Linked DNA regions of Anser cygnoides: region 2 is linked to region 1. Evidence: chromatin contacts called from public Hi-C data. All regions are on one chromosome and are shown on one strand. Each heading gives the region's core, a stretch centred on a gene start, on an enhancer-like site or on the middle of the called end of the contact. The rest is flanking DNA. Distances are from core to core; before and after follow the strand shown.

Region 1 (7,298 bases), core at 4,178-6,677:
TGGTAGCAGCAGTAATGAGACATTTGGTCGTTACTGTAACAAGTAATAACACAGGAATAAAGTGGAAGAGGATGAAGATTTGGGGTCACAGAAGACAGGACTGAAAGAGACCTCAATCTAAACAAAACAGCTCTATTGATTGAGGGGCCCCCTACTCTCACCCACCCTATAGCTCATTTCTTAATCACCCTCTCCTTTTCACATCTATTTATCATTCTCTTTTGCTATAAGCATGGTTTCCTGCTCATATTTCACTGTAAAACTTGACCCCAAAATCTTTGGACCATCATGACATGCAAGTGCCAGGCAATCACCTGTAGCACTTGCCATTGACTTGGTGGCACACCCAGGCTGATGGGGAACTGGTGCGTTAATCCAAGTGCCTGGTAATGGAGAGAGCACCGAGGCTCACTCCAGAGCGCATGCAAGTCTCTCAGTTTCCTTCGTTACTCCATCTCTGCCTCACTCTTGAACAATGCATTAGAGTATCACAGAGGCATAAGGAGAGGTATAAAAGGGTACAAGGAGACACCTTCCTGGTGTCTCAGTACAGAGACTTAATCAGAGAAAAGGAAATTAAAATAGCAGATTAAGGATGGATGGCTTCTTTCCAAAGCAAATGATAATATTAGCAATTGAGGATTACCAAAAGGCTCCACCTAAATTTCCTTACTGGCAATTCAAGGCAGGTAGAGCAAACACGTTCAGAAACAGAGAGCTTTGGCTGCTCTTCTGTGACTTAGTGGATAACTCACAGGTCTGACTTTTCCTAAGGGATTGTAATGGCTTGATTTAGAGGCAGAGGCAAGCCCCAGGGCTGGGATATGGATCCGTGTTCTCCTAAAGTTAGAGGAAGTTTGGAACCAAGCCCAGCTCCAGTTTGATCCAGCAATTTTATAGCTTGGTATAGAAAGAAGGCTGAATATACCAACAAGGCATGCTGCAGAGCTGATTTACTGTGTTTCCATAAACGCATGCCAGGTCTGGGTAGGGACTAGCACTGCAGTGATATATACTTTTTATTTTATCAGAGTGAATGTTTCATTGTACTTATTTCTGAAGCAGAGGGAGAGCACACTTTGCTTTCTTTCAGCATCCCTCTGGTTGTTGAAGGGGTTACACAGGTGGGCAGTGAAAGACTTTTGTCCAGAGTTCACACTTTAAAATCAGAGAAAAGTGAGATCTATTGAGGACTGGAACTATTCATGAATGTGAAATATTTGATGTTAATGCCTTGATATTTTTGACCTGGTGTGCAGTTTGTTTAGATGGCATACATTGCTGACAACAGCGCTGCTCCCAGGGTCAGTCCTCCAGAGAGGCTGGAGGCAGGGAACTCACCTTCTACCCTTAGTAAGAGCTTGAAAGGTAGCCCCCTGCGTTGCACTAAGTGCTTCCTCTTTTTAGGGCTCCCTATTATCCGATAGCACACTGAATACTGGTAGTATTACAAATACCTGACAGGTAGTATTACAAATATCTGAATGGGGCTGTTCACATCTTTGAATGTATCTTTGGGTAGCAGTATTTCTCAAATGAAATCTAACTAAGGTGTTGTGCAGGCATGCAAGTATGGATACTTAAAACTTGCATTCAGCAATCACCAGGAAAAAAGCAGCTTCCTCAACCCTCCCCCCCCCTTTCTTTTTTTTTTTTTCTCAGAATTTTACAGAACTCCCTGTGCCATGCTATATATCACAGAGGAGCAAGAATTATTATTTTTAGATCACTCACTTATTTCCTTGATAATGTAAAATTATCCTCTCATCTGAATTACAGTCACCTTTTAAATATTTCTGCTGCTAGAGCTTTCTGTCACTTCTCCAGGAAGTCATTTCACATTCCAGTAGTTCTCAATATCAGGAAGGTGGCTGGTTGCCTTTTAAAAGGTTGATAAAAAGAAAGAAGACAACTACTGATAAACTTTCAGTGTCAGAGAACACCCAGAAAACCTTAAGGGAAACAACCGCAAAGCCAATTAATTCTGCTTAGCACATTATAAACAACTGCTGAACCTAACGAATTGGCTCCAAAAACCTCTCATCCCTCCAGCAGGTCAAATCGATGCTCTGTAGCAGGTAGGGAAAGCAGCGCATGGCAGAAGCAGCACAAACCCAGGGTGAACAGCTGTACCTGTCTAGTGGTCCAGGCAAAACATCGGGGGCAAACCCATGCTTTCCTTCACCCCCAGCTTTTGCTTGGCCTGGAGCAAGTTGCTGAATTCATCTGGATGTATAAATAGTTTCTGCTACCCATCTTTATTTACTGAAATGTACAGATGAAGAAACGTGCTGCTGACTCAAAAGACAAGTAGTAGGGAAGGCTTGCGGAAATGCAACAGCAGCGTTGGGACCACTCTCTGTTGCTCTTAGTAAAAATGTAGGTGACAACAGACATTGGGTTTCCACCTGTATACTCTCCAGTGCTTGTTCTTCCACCATCACTACAAAAGTTTGGTATAGAGGAAGGCATACAACGTGCTCCTGGTGACCAGGCTGGGTGCCCCAATAGGATGAGCTGTCCTACGAGGAGATATCGGGGGCCTGTCAGCAAGCTCCCGATGGGGAACTGACCCCTCCAGCCCCAGCCCCAGTAGTGCTTGGCAGAGACAACTACAGTCCAAAACTGTAGGGGGACACTTTACTACTGCTGATACTCAGTAGTGAAACATCTGAACCTGGGAAAAGGTCCGCCTGCAGAGTCCTTGGCACTAGAAATATGAGGAAAGCACTTTGACCTGAGAGCTAGCAGGGTATGAGTTTTCAGCGCTGCTTACCAGAGATGCAGCTTGCTTCAGTTGGTTCCTCACTGGTCCTTTTCTAACTGCTATAGGAAATGGCTAACTTTAGCCTACAGCTAGAGAAAATTTTCCTACAAAGCAAGAGAGGGAGATGAGGAACAACTTTTTTTTTTTTTTTTAATTAAAAAAAGCAAAGGCAGGGCTTCTAAAAGCAGTTGATGCTGGTTACCATGGGCACGGCAAACAAACACTGCAAATCCCATCTCAAGAAGTAAAAGTTCCCTGAAAGTGCTGCCTAACAGCCAAAACACACACTCATTCAATAGCACAGCCTGGTTCAAGCAATTTTGGGCGTTCTGTCTTCTTGCCCTTGCTTCAGGCACTGCAGCTGGTAGAAACTACTTCCGACAGGGAAGGGAGATATCCACTTTTGGCACGTGGCACAGACCTAACTCAGCAATTGCTGGAAGCCTTGGGAAGTTCACTCTGACACATAGAAGGAGACACACACTTACACACAATTTTCATACTGCAAGAAGGGTCACGCATGCTCAGACCAAAATCTGTTCAGCCTAATATCCCATCCCTGGCGCCAGATCCGTGTGGAACGGCAGAACAGAGCAAGCATAGGAGAAAGTTTCTCCTAAACAATCTGGCCTTAACAACTTGTGGTTCAGGGACTGCCAAACCAGCAGCAGCTTTATATTGAATAGCCCCCAGCAGAGTTTTCTTGTGCCTTGATCTTATTTGAAATCCTGAAACATTTTATTAGCATCCACTGAATCTCCTAGCAAAGCAATGCACTTGCCTGTTACATGTAGAAGTGCCTTTTTTGTTGTTCGTTTCTAACCTGCCTCACCACACTTGCCATGTTAGCTGAGACATCACAACAGAGGCAGGTTAGCATCCTTTCAGCGAGGTTTCTCAAGGCGTGCCTGCACTGGTAAGCTGCAGTCCCCCTGCTTTTTGGTCTTACACACACACTGAGCACCATACCATCATCGAACACCTGGAAAAGGCTGGCTGCTTCTTTCGAGGCAATCACCTGGCTGTCCCAGCACAGTTGTGAACGAGCACTGTATGTGGAGATATGGGAAGCTGGGGAGTCTTAGGGAACGTGCTGGGAGGAGAACAGCTATCTGAAGGGAACATCCCTCCCTTCAAATAGCAGTGCAGACGTAACTCTTGGGTGGGTCAGACCTAGGAAGGGACAGGGCAGTCCCTGAGGAGTGGGCAAGGCGTGAGGATCACAGCAGTCACGGTAGAAGGATGGATACTGCCCAGAACCAGACCTCTGGAGCTCACCTATCAGAAGTCAGGGCTAATGGGTATTTTAAAATATAAAGTAGAAATTAAGACATTTAAGTTTAAAGCTCTGTTAACCCACTTTTTTTTTTTTTTTAGTTTATATATTGAAATTTCATAGTCTCTAATTATTCAAGAAATTATGAAAAAGATGATTACAAAGCTATAGCCGTATATTCTCAGCAAAGCACAGGTTATGCTGATTTCCAACAGGGGAGAGGGAACTACATATTATGAAGTTTAAACTGCTGTATATTTTTATAGCCTCCATATTCTGCATAGCACACATGGGAAAGGATGCACAGGGAGTGAGGATTTTCAGCTGAGTTACAAACTGAGAACAAATTTGCAACTGTTTACTGGTAGCACTCCCAGTAATAGATGATTCTCTTCAGAGCTCCTGCCTTTAAGAGGAAACACCTTTCAGGCTGCAAGGTGACTAGGAATTTCCATGCAGTAGCTTTGGGCAACTTTTCAGCAGAAGAATATGAGAAAAAGAATACCACAGAGCCCAATTTTCAGACACATCTTCTGCTTCAGCCGAAACAGAGCCTCTGGGATCTCAGCTCTTCTGTAAAGCAACTGATGTAAACATGTGGTAGCTGGTTAAATCTGCCTCGTCTGACAACTGCTATTTTTGTCATTTGTCCTGCTTGTCTCTTCTCGTGTATATGATTTCCTATGTTTTTCCTTCCTTCTTTTCCACTAACATCTCCTTCAGACCTTGGGAAAGGGCAGTTCCTTCAGACTTGTGCCTGCTCTGCCCTTCTGCGCAATGCCTGAAATAGAATATTTCAGTGAGCGTGAGGTGAGGGCACCTGTAACGAAATGCCAAGCTGCTGCTTCCTGTGTATAAATATAGTGTGTCTGTCACATAATATACACAATCTTCTGTATTATTCACACAAAGCAAGCATTTTTTAACTGAGGCTAAAAACCTTTTGGAAGGTCACATTCTTCCATGGTTAAATATTTTCCACTCAAAAGTTCTGAACCTGCACAGAGTTTGTACACTCACACACTCATATTCTGAACTTTCAGGATGCTGTGAAAATAGATCCAAGCATGTGCTTGAAAGAAGCGTGCCTCTGCTCAGTTTTTAAATCCAATCTAGACATGCTCTCTAGTGATGAGGACAGGCATTTTTGAGCAGGAGATGGGGAAAATTAGTCTTACGTGAGAGGTACATGAATTGTTTCGATTGTTTACCCATTGATTGGAACGCCCTAGGTCATTCTGCAGTCACAAGGGGTCTGTTTGCTCTCTTGTCCCAGCAAAGCCTGGGGCGATTTGTGCGTGCTCCCAGCAACCAGCCCTGAGAATGGTGGTATCGCCCTGTTCCCATTCAGTCCGGGGCTGCTTCCGCTTCTGACACTTATCTGAAAATATGTAAGTAGCAACAGCAAAAGACGTATGCAGACACACCGCAGCATTAGAGGAACTCTCCACATCTGTGGCTATTTTCATGAAAGACATGCTCCATCCCACCTGACACTGAGCCCAGCCTGCTGCATGCTGCAGCCTCCCCTAATAGCTGGCTACTGAGGCTAGCGCCTTGCTGCAGCTAACCTGTAAACAGACAAAAACTTGGACTCCAGCAGACAGAGAAGGGTGCTGCTCATGCCTTTTCTCTACCACAGGTGGTTTAAACATCACACCACAGCTGGTACCTATACAGAAATCTTTCTAGTTGCACAGGGTGGTTTTGCTTTTCTGTTTGAGGACAAGAAGAAAACATCCTGGCAAGCGATGCTAGATGTGATTCTTGCCTGCAATACTCTGCTATGTGCCTGGCATCAGACTGGGTAGTGAGGCGTTATCTCCCTGTTTAAAGAGCACAACATCCCCCTCCGCACCCACACTCTTCCCTCTCCTCGCCCCTCCCCACATCCATCCCTGCAGAGACCCCCCAGGTGATTGAGACCAGATGCTTTTGGACTTCTTTCTCCCCACTTTGTTACCGCCACTAGGCTTCACAGAAAAAGCGTTGGTAATATCACCTTAGGTCTATCCTACATGACAAGAGGAAAGACAGATGTTAACCGTGGCCTCAGAGGGGGCAGGCAGTGAGTGGGTTTCTGAGGCAGTGGGTGAACAGGACTGCTGGAAAGCGTTCTGCAGGCTGTATCTGGCAGAGACTTCTCCCAGCTTCAGAAAGAATGTTTAAAAAGAAAACAAAAGAAAACCCAAAAAACAGTAAGAGCAGAACAGTGTAGATTGTATTGATGTTAAAATGTAAACTGAGCAAAAAGGAAGACTGAGTTATTTTAGAAGAAGGTGGAGTTATTTTCCACTTCTATTCACCAAGCAAAGATAAAAAAGAAAGAAAATTTTAAAAGAGCTGTGGTTTTCCGGTTAGAAGAGCTTATGTTTTACTTTCCTGTGTACAAGATGTAGAGGGACTCTATGAATTACTCAGTTAAATCAGTCTCTAATTGGGTGAGGAAGCAAAGTACTGAAAAAAAAATGCCCAAGCCAGCAAGCCTACGGTTACAAAAGAGCCGTTCACCAGGGTATGTAGTGAGCCTACCTGTGGCCTCAGCACTGCCACTCAGAGCTCTGCTGATTGCATCTCTGGTGCCATGAAATTCAGCCTGTGATGACTCTGAAGAAGGTACCAGAGCCCCATCTGCAGTGCATTTCCTAGCAATCCTGGTGTCACGCAGGACTGCCCAGCACAGTCTTCTCTCCAGCAACAGCACAGCTCCCTAGCAAAAGCAAGGTCCAAGAGACGAAACGAGGGAAAGCAAATGCTAAGAGCAGCTGGGACAGGTTCAGCTTTAAATGTTGCCACCCATGCTGTTCCAAACCCCGTGCGCTAAGTTCCCCTCCTGAACTGACTATAAGAAAATTTTGCAGTGAGTGAAATGGATTTATGATCGGAAGCAGTGGTTCCTCACTACTTCTCATACTGCCAAGCGAGGCACCTCTTCTCAAATACAGGATGCATTTCCTGCCTTGAAAACAGAGGCAAGTTCTGCTGAGAGAAAGAAATCAAACCGAGCTCTCTAACGATGCATTCCGTAAATGCTTATCCTCTTAGAGGAGAGCCACAGGGACCTGCAGTCAGTACCCTAGGGAGATTGGGTTGCCAGGTAAATTTGGGCAAGTCTGCTTTGGAAAGGATTTTGAAACCTACAGAGCTAAGAATGCTAAATAATGAGCTTTATTGCCACATGCTTGTGTTCTCTACACCTCTCCTTGGCTGCCCAGGTCCTCTAAAAGCTCTGCTAGTCTCCTTCTACCCCTCTAC
Region 2 (6,955 bases), core at 1,201-3,700, 50 kb before region 1:
TCGGGTTGTTTTTTCCCTTACCTAAATTCACCTGTCAAAAGCCAGCAACTTTTAAAATGGAAGATGGAGGGATAATCTTTGCATGCAGCTCTTAGATACACTTCACCATCTTACATACAGCTTATAATGTTTACCTGTGATGAAAACAAAATTAGGATACGTCAAAATCAAAAACTGTCTAAATTCACTACTGTGAATACACTTATTCTGAAAGAGTATAAATGACTTGCATTAAAGAAAATCACAGCTTATACAAGTTGAGTAGTGCTTTATAAAATTAAAATGTAGAAATGTAAAAAAAATTGTAGTGAACATGAGGCAGATAGCTTCACCTGCAGAAAATAGCTGTTAAGGAACGGCACTTTCCATTCCTGGACAACTGCTCTCATGCTGACAGTTTAAGAGGAACAGATTTACATTTGCTGATGTCTTAGAGAAGAAATGGTATCATGGCTTCAGTCAAGTCATTAGGAGGAGGCACAAATGAGCCAATGTAGTGGAAATCTGTGTTGAACATGATCTTCTAACATTAATCTGTGATTGAAAGAGTAGCTCCAAACAGATTTGTGAAAGACTGTATGCAATTTGGCTAGATGGAAGGAGAGATTTGTCAGAAAAGTCAGAAAGTTCAGCACATAAAAAGCTTTTTGTATGACATGACTTGCATTCTGTTTTTAAAATAGCATCACTGATACTCGCTTTTTATTTGCAAGTTACGATAGCAATGCATTCGCTACGCACTTGGTTAAAAATATCGAGAGAATGTAAGGCCCTCTTTCATTTTCCTACATCCTTACCAGAACAATTTCGAATTTATGATATGACTGGTTAACTGAGTGCTAGGAAGTGTGGACTGTATTTTGATACAGGCAAACTACGGAGTGAAGAATATGATTTTCTATGCTGTCCTTCTTGCTGAGCTTCAGCAAGTGGTGGTGGGGTGTTGTTTTTTTGTTTGTTTGTTTGGCTGGTTGGTTTTGCTCGCTATATTATTCCAGCTATTCTTATTTCCTTCTGCTATCTTCAGTCATCCTGGCATGTGAACATATTGTTATTAAACTTGTTCTTTGCACATCTATATTGAATTTGCTCTTTGGAAGCTATTACAGTTGTTTAGGCATACGTATACTATATTATACGTATACATATGATACGTATAATCCGATACACTTGTCAAGCCTTGAGATATGCAGCAAAGAATTTTTCTGGAGTGTTAGTAATGCACTAGACAAAGAAGACAAAGTATCTTCAGTACTATTTTTGGAAACCAATCGAATCTTATTTTTGTTTTGATTGCTTATAGGATTTGCTTTATCTACACAAACCACAAGCAGCCTGACTTCATTCACACTTTGTATATATGATTTCCATAAATACTGACGGGAAATTTGACATCTAAACCAATAAAGCATATTAGACTTAAGTCACTATTAGATTTTTTTAAAATAGAGAGACATTTCTTATATGGGCAGGAAATTGCAGTAACACATTTACTGATTTATTACAGTATTGTAGTCTCACATCTCCCAAATGAAGTGTCTTAGCTCTTCGCAGTTAATAGAATTTGAGGTTAACCAGGGAGCAGTACATCGCCATCATCACCGAGGATGAGGGACAACACAACAGACAAAGCTCCATTAATTGAGGGCTCTACTTAAACACGTCAACAGCTCCCTTTCTGGAATTCCAGATAAGCTGGTATCACTTCTTTCTGTTTGAAAGAGGACTTCCAGAAATAGACTAATCTTGAAAGGAGAAGTAACAAATCCAACATCAACCTTACGCAAATCTCAATTAAACCACTGAGAGTGATTAATTTGACCTCAGTGGACTCTGGATCTGAGCAAGCCCAATTTCATGTGACATCTCTTGGTTACGACTTTCCTGCAGAGGCCCCCTGCTCATTTACTGGACATATTTTCAGTCTGCCTGAGTGGTAAATGAGATTCAATTTATTTTACAGCTTTTCTTTCTATTATCTGTGCTGAACAGTTATGAACATTTGTATTGATTCACCTTGCTAACTCATTTATAACGCCTCGCTTCCTTTTCCCTTTGTGCTGTAAGTGCGACTGTGAGTTCAGGCCCACACCAGGAGCAAGCTTTCCTCCTCTCTGAGAGGACACTTTCACGCTGCCAGCTTCCTGATGATCTTCGCTGCGGCAGAGTTTGTTTGAAACAGCCCCGAGCTCTGACAAAATTCACTCTGGCCTGCCAGTCTTCACTGATGCCTGAGCCGACCCACTTTCTGGAAGTGAGAAATCACAGACCTATGCTGACAGCACTTGGTACCTTCCGCTGCCGCGGCACAAAGGGACGCCTGGGCGGGAGAGGCAGGACAAAACTTCGCGGCCCCGGCCCCACGACGTGCCCGACCCCACCGCCGGCACCTCCCCTACCAGGCCCCGCGGCCGGCCGCCCCCCGCCCGGCCCGGCCCCCAGCCGGGGGCAGGCGGCGCCCCGGAGCCCCCCGCGGCCCCTTCCCTTCCTTTCCCGTTCCCTTCCCTTTCCCCGCCCCTCGCCGCGGGTCCCCTCGTCGGCGGGCGCGATGCGGCGGCGGCCGCTGCTGGCGCTGGGCCTGGCCCTGTGGGCGCTGGGCGCGGCGCACGGCCAGCACCGCGCCGACTACGACCGGGAGGCGCTGCTCGGCGGGCAGGTGGGCGGCGGGCAGGGGGCGGCGGGCGGGGGCCGCGGCCCGCCGGGGTGGCCTCGGCGGCGGCGGCGGCTTCACGGCGGTTCCCTCGCCCGCAGGAGGAGGCGGAGGAGTACGCGCGGCTCAGCCCGGAAGAGCAGCAGCGGCGGCTGCGGGCCATCGTCAGGAGGATCGATGCGGACGGCGACGGGCTGCTCAGCAAGGGTAGGGGCAGGGGGCTGAGGGGCGCAAGGGACGGGACGGGCGGCGGGGGTCGTGCTCGTGCGATGGGCCCGGCGCTGGGCCTCACGGAAGGCTGCGGGACCCTCTCCGTGGAGAATCGCCGCGAGAAATGTAACCACCATCTTGCACAGCCTGTCAGAAATGCCGGGAAAAAATAATAATAAAAAAGGATATAGAGGATATCTCAGTCCCCAAGGATTCTGTTTTCCATGACACAAGCAGCGAGGGCCATGGAAAGCAGGCAGGAGGAGCACTACCACCGACAGCAGAGCTCTTCCCACCCTCCACAGTACCAGTTTTGCAGCTGTACCTCTTCCTCACACCTCTGAAACCCCCTAGAATCAAGTGCTTTTTGAAATCCTTTTTGCACAACTAGGAGAGCAAGGCAAGGAGGTAAAGAAGGTACCTGCAGCCATAACATTGAGTGCACACACTTGAACACCTACTAACATTGAGCCACACTGTGGGATCATACGTGCTTTCCATCACAATGTAGCACCAAATGTTATTTCCCAGACGAAGGTTTTATCAAACCTGTAAATTCAGGCACCATCACAACACTTTCTTCATCTAATTGTCAAACTCATTGTAAAAATGTCGGTTTGTTCTGCTGGAGCTTAACAAAAAAAAACATAAGTGTCTTGTGAACGTGCACACAGAGCAAACACAATCCTTGTTCAAACTCCAGAACCGTGATATGTCACTGACATGATATCAAGCATACAGTAAGCTTTCTGGGTGGGAGGAGAAAGTTCAGTTTTAAAGATAAGGCCAACTCTATCTCTTGAATGTCTTCCACTGGATGTGCTGAAACTAATCAGCTGCACACTTAGTTCAGTGTTCCTGTACCTGACTGAGCAGAGGTGAGGTAGTATGTGACTTTGTAAGGGTGGCTAACTTGTAAAATAAACAACAAGCACTTTGCAACGTGAAGGCTGTAAGAGAAGAGGTCTAATATTTTAAAGTGCAGAAATTCCCTCTGTACTCAATCCTGACGATACATACTGCGTCTGGTTCTTAGCCTAATGGAAACTTGCTTTTCCCTCCCTTCCCAAAGGAAAATCACAGTGGAACGCTTTTTTACACTAAGAAACTTAGAAATTGATGGGAACGGTGATTTTTGGATACAAATTTACATTTAGAATTTTCTATATTCAATTTCATTTTCATAAAGGTCTGAAAAGAAAGGTTAAATGATCCTAGAGTTGGATGGCTTCAGGTTTGAAAAGCCCTGGCCACATAATCGTTTCAAGCTGACATAAATGCCAGCAGCCACCAAAAGGGGCAGGCTTGCATTGTTCAGGCCTCAGTAAGCTTGAAATAAGGGTAACTTCTCAGCTGAAAACTAAGAATCTTCCTTATGGGATAAGTTCCTAGTTGACCTAGTTTGCTGTGCAGCTGCATGAACACTACCTGTAATCATTTCTTCCTAACCACTTCCTTTGTGTGTCAGAGGGATGCGTCACCCTTTTTCTGGCAGCACCAAAATACACCAGAGTGAAGTAACCATCTAACTCTAGCCTGAGGGTATCAATAGGGAAACCGTATGGTACGACAGAAGACGAACTAAAAGCTGTAGTTGTGGTCTAATCTCTTACTCGGTTAACTTGAAAAAAAGGCATGGCACAGAGGAAGTAGGCTGTTTAACCAACCTCTTGCCTACATACTTGCATCTGAATTACAAAGTATATTCCAAACTGAATAGACCTGTGGTATCTTTACAGTTTTTATACTATAGATTATTCTGATTTTTGTTTGGTTTACTTTCTTATTTTCACAGATGAGCTGAGCTCCTGGATACAACAGTCCTTTAAACATTATGTTACACAAGAAGCTAAGCAACACTTCCACGACTATGACAAAGATGGTGATGGATTAGTGTCTTGGAAAGAGTACAATTTACAAATGTATGATCGTGTCATTGATTTTGATGAGAACACTGTCCTGGAGGATCAAGAAGAAGAATCATTTCGACAGGTAAAATGTTTCAGCATCAGTTTCTGAAAGCTGCTGGCAATAGGAAACAATATTTGTTTACTCTGACAGAACAGGATGGTTAGAGAAACCATAGCAGCTGGCGCATGTTTTAACACTTTCATTTATCTGAGATAGGGGAGTAATTAATGAAAAGTAATGGAGTATTAAACTGGCTACCAGCAAAACACAAAGACAGAATGAAACTGTACCTCCTGAGTACATTTTGGTAGCTGAGTGGAGTATAAGTCTACTGGCAGTCTTATCACAGAGCAGAGCTTCCAGCAAATGTCTTAAAACAAGATGGCAATCTATTAAATTAGGTCCATGGCCTAACCAGTGTCCTGCCTGTAGCTAGGGCCAGTAGCACTGGTGTTGGTCAGCCTTGTACTGTACTCTTTAACCACCCACATTGCACTGCTTTATCCACTTTTCATTCATTTCTGAAGTATATGGTGTGGGGGATCAATATTGCCTGCTTTTAAATTTTTCTGTCCGCTAGAGATCCACAGAGAAAGCAATAGCAATTCAAATATTTTTAGCAATCCAACCCTGGTACATAAAACTGAATGTATAAACAATCGAAGTTACGGATTAATCTTGTATATGCAATTAAATACTTAAGAATGGAAGGAAGGAGGCAAGAGGGACAGGGAAGGAAGGACACTACAAATCTCCCGTAGTAAAACTTGTTTGTTTTCAAGTTAGACATTTGTAAGTACATGTAAATATTTCCCTAAAAGAGAATAAGTGAGTTCTTAGACTATTCTGGCCTGAGATTTTTTCTGAGAAGGAGTGCTTTGGTGGCTACTTCTAGTAAAGTAGTAGTCTTGAATATAGTGTTGACAGACGTTAAGCTGGAATAGACAATAAGCAATGAATTTTACACACTGAAGAAAAATCAAACTGTAAAGCTTTGGAGGTCACTGAATTACGTAGTTTTTAAATAAAACAAGATTTTGAATGGAACTACTAGTCAAAATCTTAACCCCATGTTTGAGATGTTGCCATCATGTTATGCTGAGGTAGAACTACTTATTTATAATTTGTGATGATTGCTTGCTTGGTTTTCCTACTTGCTGACTTCTTCAACCTACATTGGCAAAAGCAAAACTAGCAGCATTGCACCAGCATCGTGTGTCAGCTGTCTTCAGCCATACTTTTGTAAATTAATGATCCTGCTCTAGTTAAAATGGAAAAGTTGGACTTTGTTACTGATTTTGAATTGACATAAAGTAAACATGAATTTACCAGAGGGTGGCAGTCTTGTTCATCACATCTCAAAACACTGAAAACAAACGTTTCCCCTCAACAGTTCAAGTTTATTTTGCAGTCTAGTACTGTCCCTAGCCAGTCCTTCTGAATTGCCTTCCAGTTTAACTCTTAGCTAAAGTCAGCTTTTCTTTAAACGCAATTAATTATTTTGCAGAATAGTTAAGCTCTTATACTTTATTTGTTACACGTGATCTGCATGAGTCAGATTAGCCTAACTAAGCTGAGAAGATTCAATAAATAGGATAGAAGCTAAGAAGTACAACTTCAAGTGTTTATTTTTAAAGTATTTGTGATCTCTGGTTTGCTGGCCACTGCCTTATCCAGATCAGAGTCATACTGTTTAGTACAATACACTCAAACACAGGACTCCAAAATTTTCACAGCTCACATCGCATGCATTTTGAGTAGAGATTTGTTATCAGTGGTTTGGGTCTTTATTTTGTCTGAAGAGACTGTACAGAATGAAACAAGGGCAAAGAACAAGGGTTTTGCACATTTAGAGTACAGAAGAAGGAAGTGCAAGACATTCAGAAATAGTAACTTGCCTGTTTATTGCGGGTATTATCTCTTTTAAGAAGGCATGCTAATATTTATACTTAAAAGAGGTTACAGAAGTGACTTTGATTTGAAATAAGTTCAGATGTAATGGACAACAGTCTTGTATTAAAGGAATCTGCCTCATCCTTCAGCACTTAAAATGGCTTCAGAAAAGGCAGTTTACATATATGATATTTGAAGACTTTCTTGGAACTATGAAGAGCCCTTGATGTAAATGAGATATAGATTCAAAAGGTTAAATGTCCTGAAAATGTAAATGTTAGAATGTGTGAT

Evidence for each region. Hi-C and Micro-C count contacts between places; a contact is called where the count stands out from the background.
Region 2: a contact with region 1 is called in a Hi-C map of liver, with 2.7 times the contacts expected there. The contact joins the promoter of RCN2 here to the enhancer-like site in region 1. A contact is called at or near these places in 4 of 7 Hi-C or Micro-C datasets (granulosa cells and liver).

The regions. Positions count from the first base shown.
Region 1 is chr11:13,766,755-13,774,052 of Taihu_goose_T2T_genome, reverse strand. All of the region lies in intron 3 of PSTPIP1 (proline-serine-threonine phosphatase interacting protein 1), which reads left to right. Among named protein-coding and RNA genes, the nearest start is that of PSTPIP1, 25 kb to the left of the region's middle. Within about 2 kb of position 5,427, at least 1 of the 3 cell types and tissues checked has open chromatin away from gene starts, as enhancers often do. A contact at or near this core is called in liver, where this site is marked.
Region 2 is chr11:13,814,328-13,821,282 of Taihu_goose_T2T_genome, reverse strand. RCN2 (reticulocalbin 2) reads left to right here and starts at 2,450. Exons shown (of 7, transcript XM_067004109.1): 1 at 2,450-2,656; 2 at 2,752-2,857; 3 at 4,656-4,852. The coding sequence starts at 2,549. SCAPER (S-phase cyclin A associated protein in the ER) reads right to left here and starts at 2,252. Exons shown (of 33, transcript XM_067004071.1): 1 at 2,017-2,252; 2 at 22-134.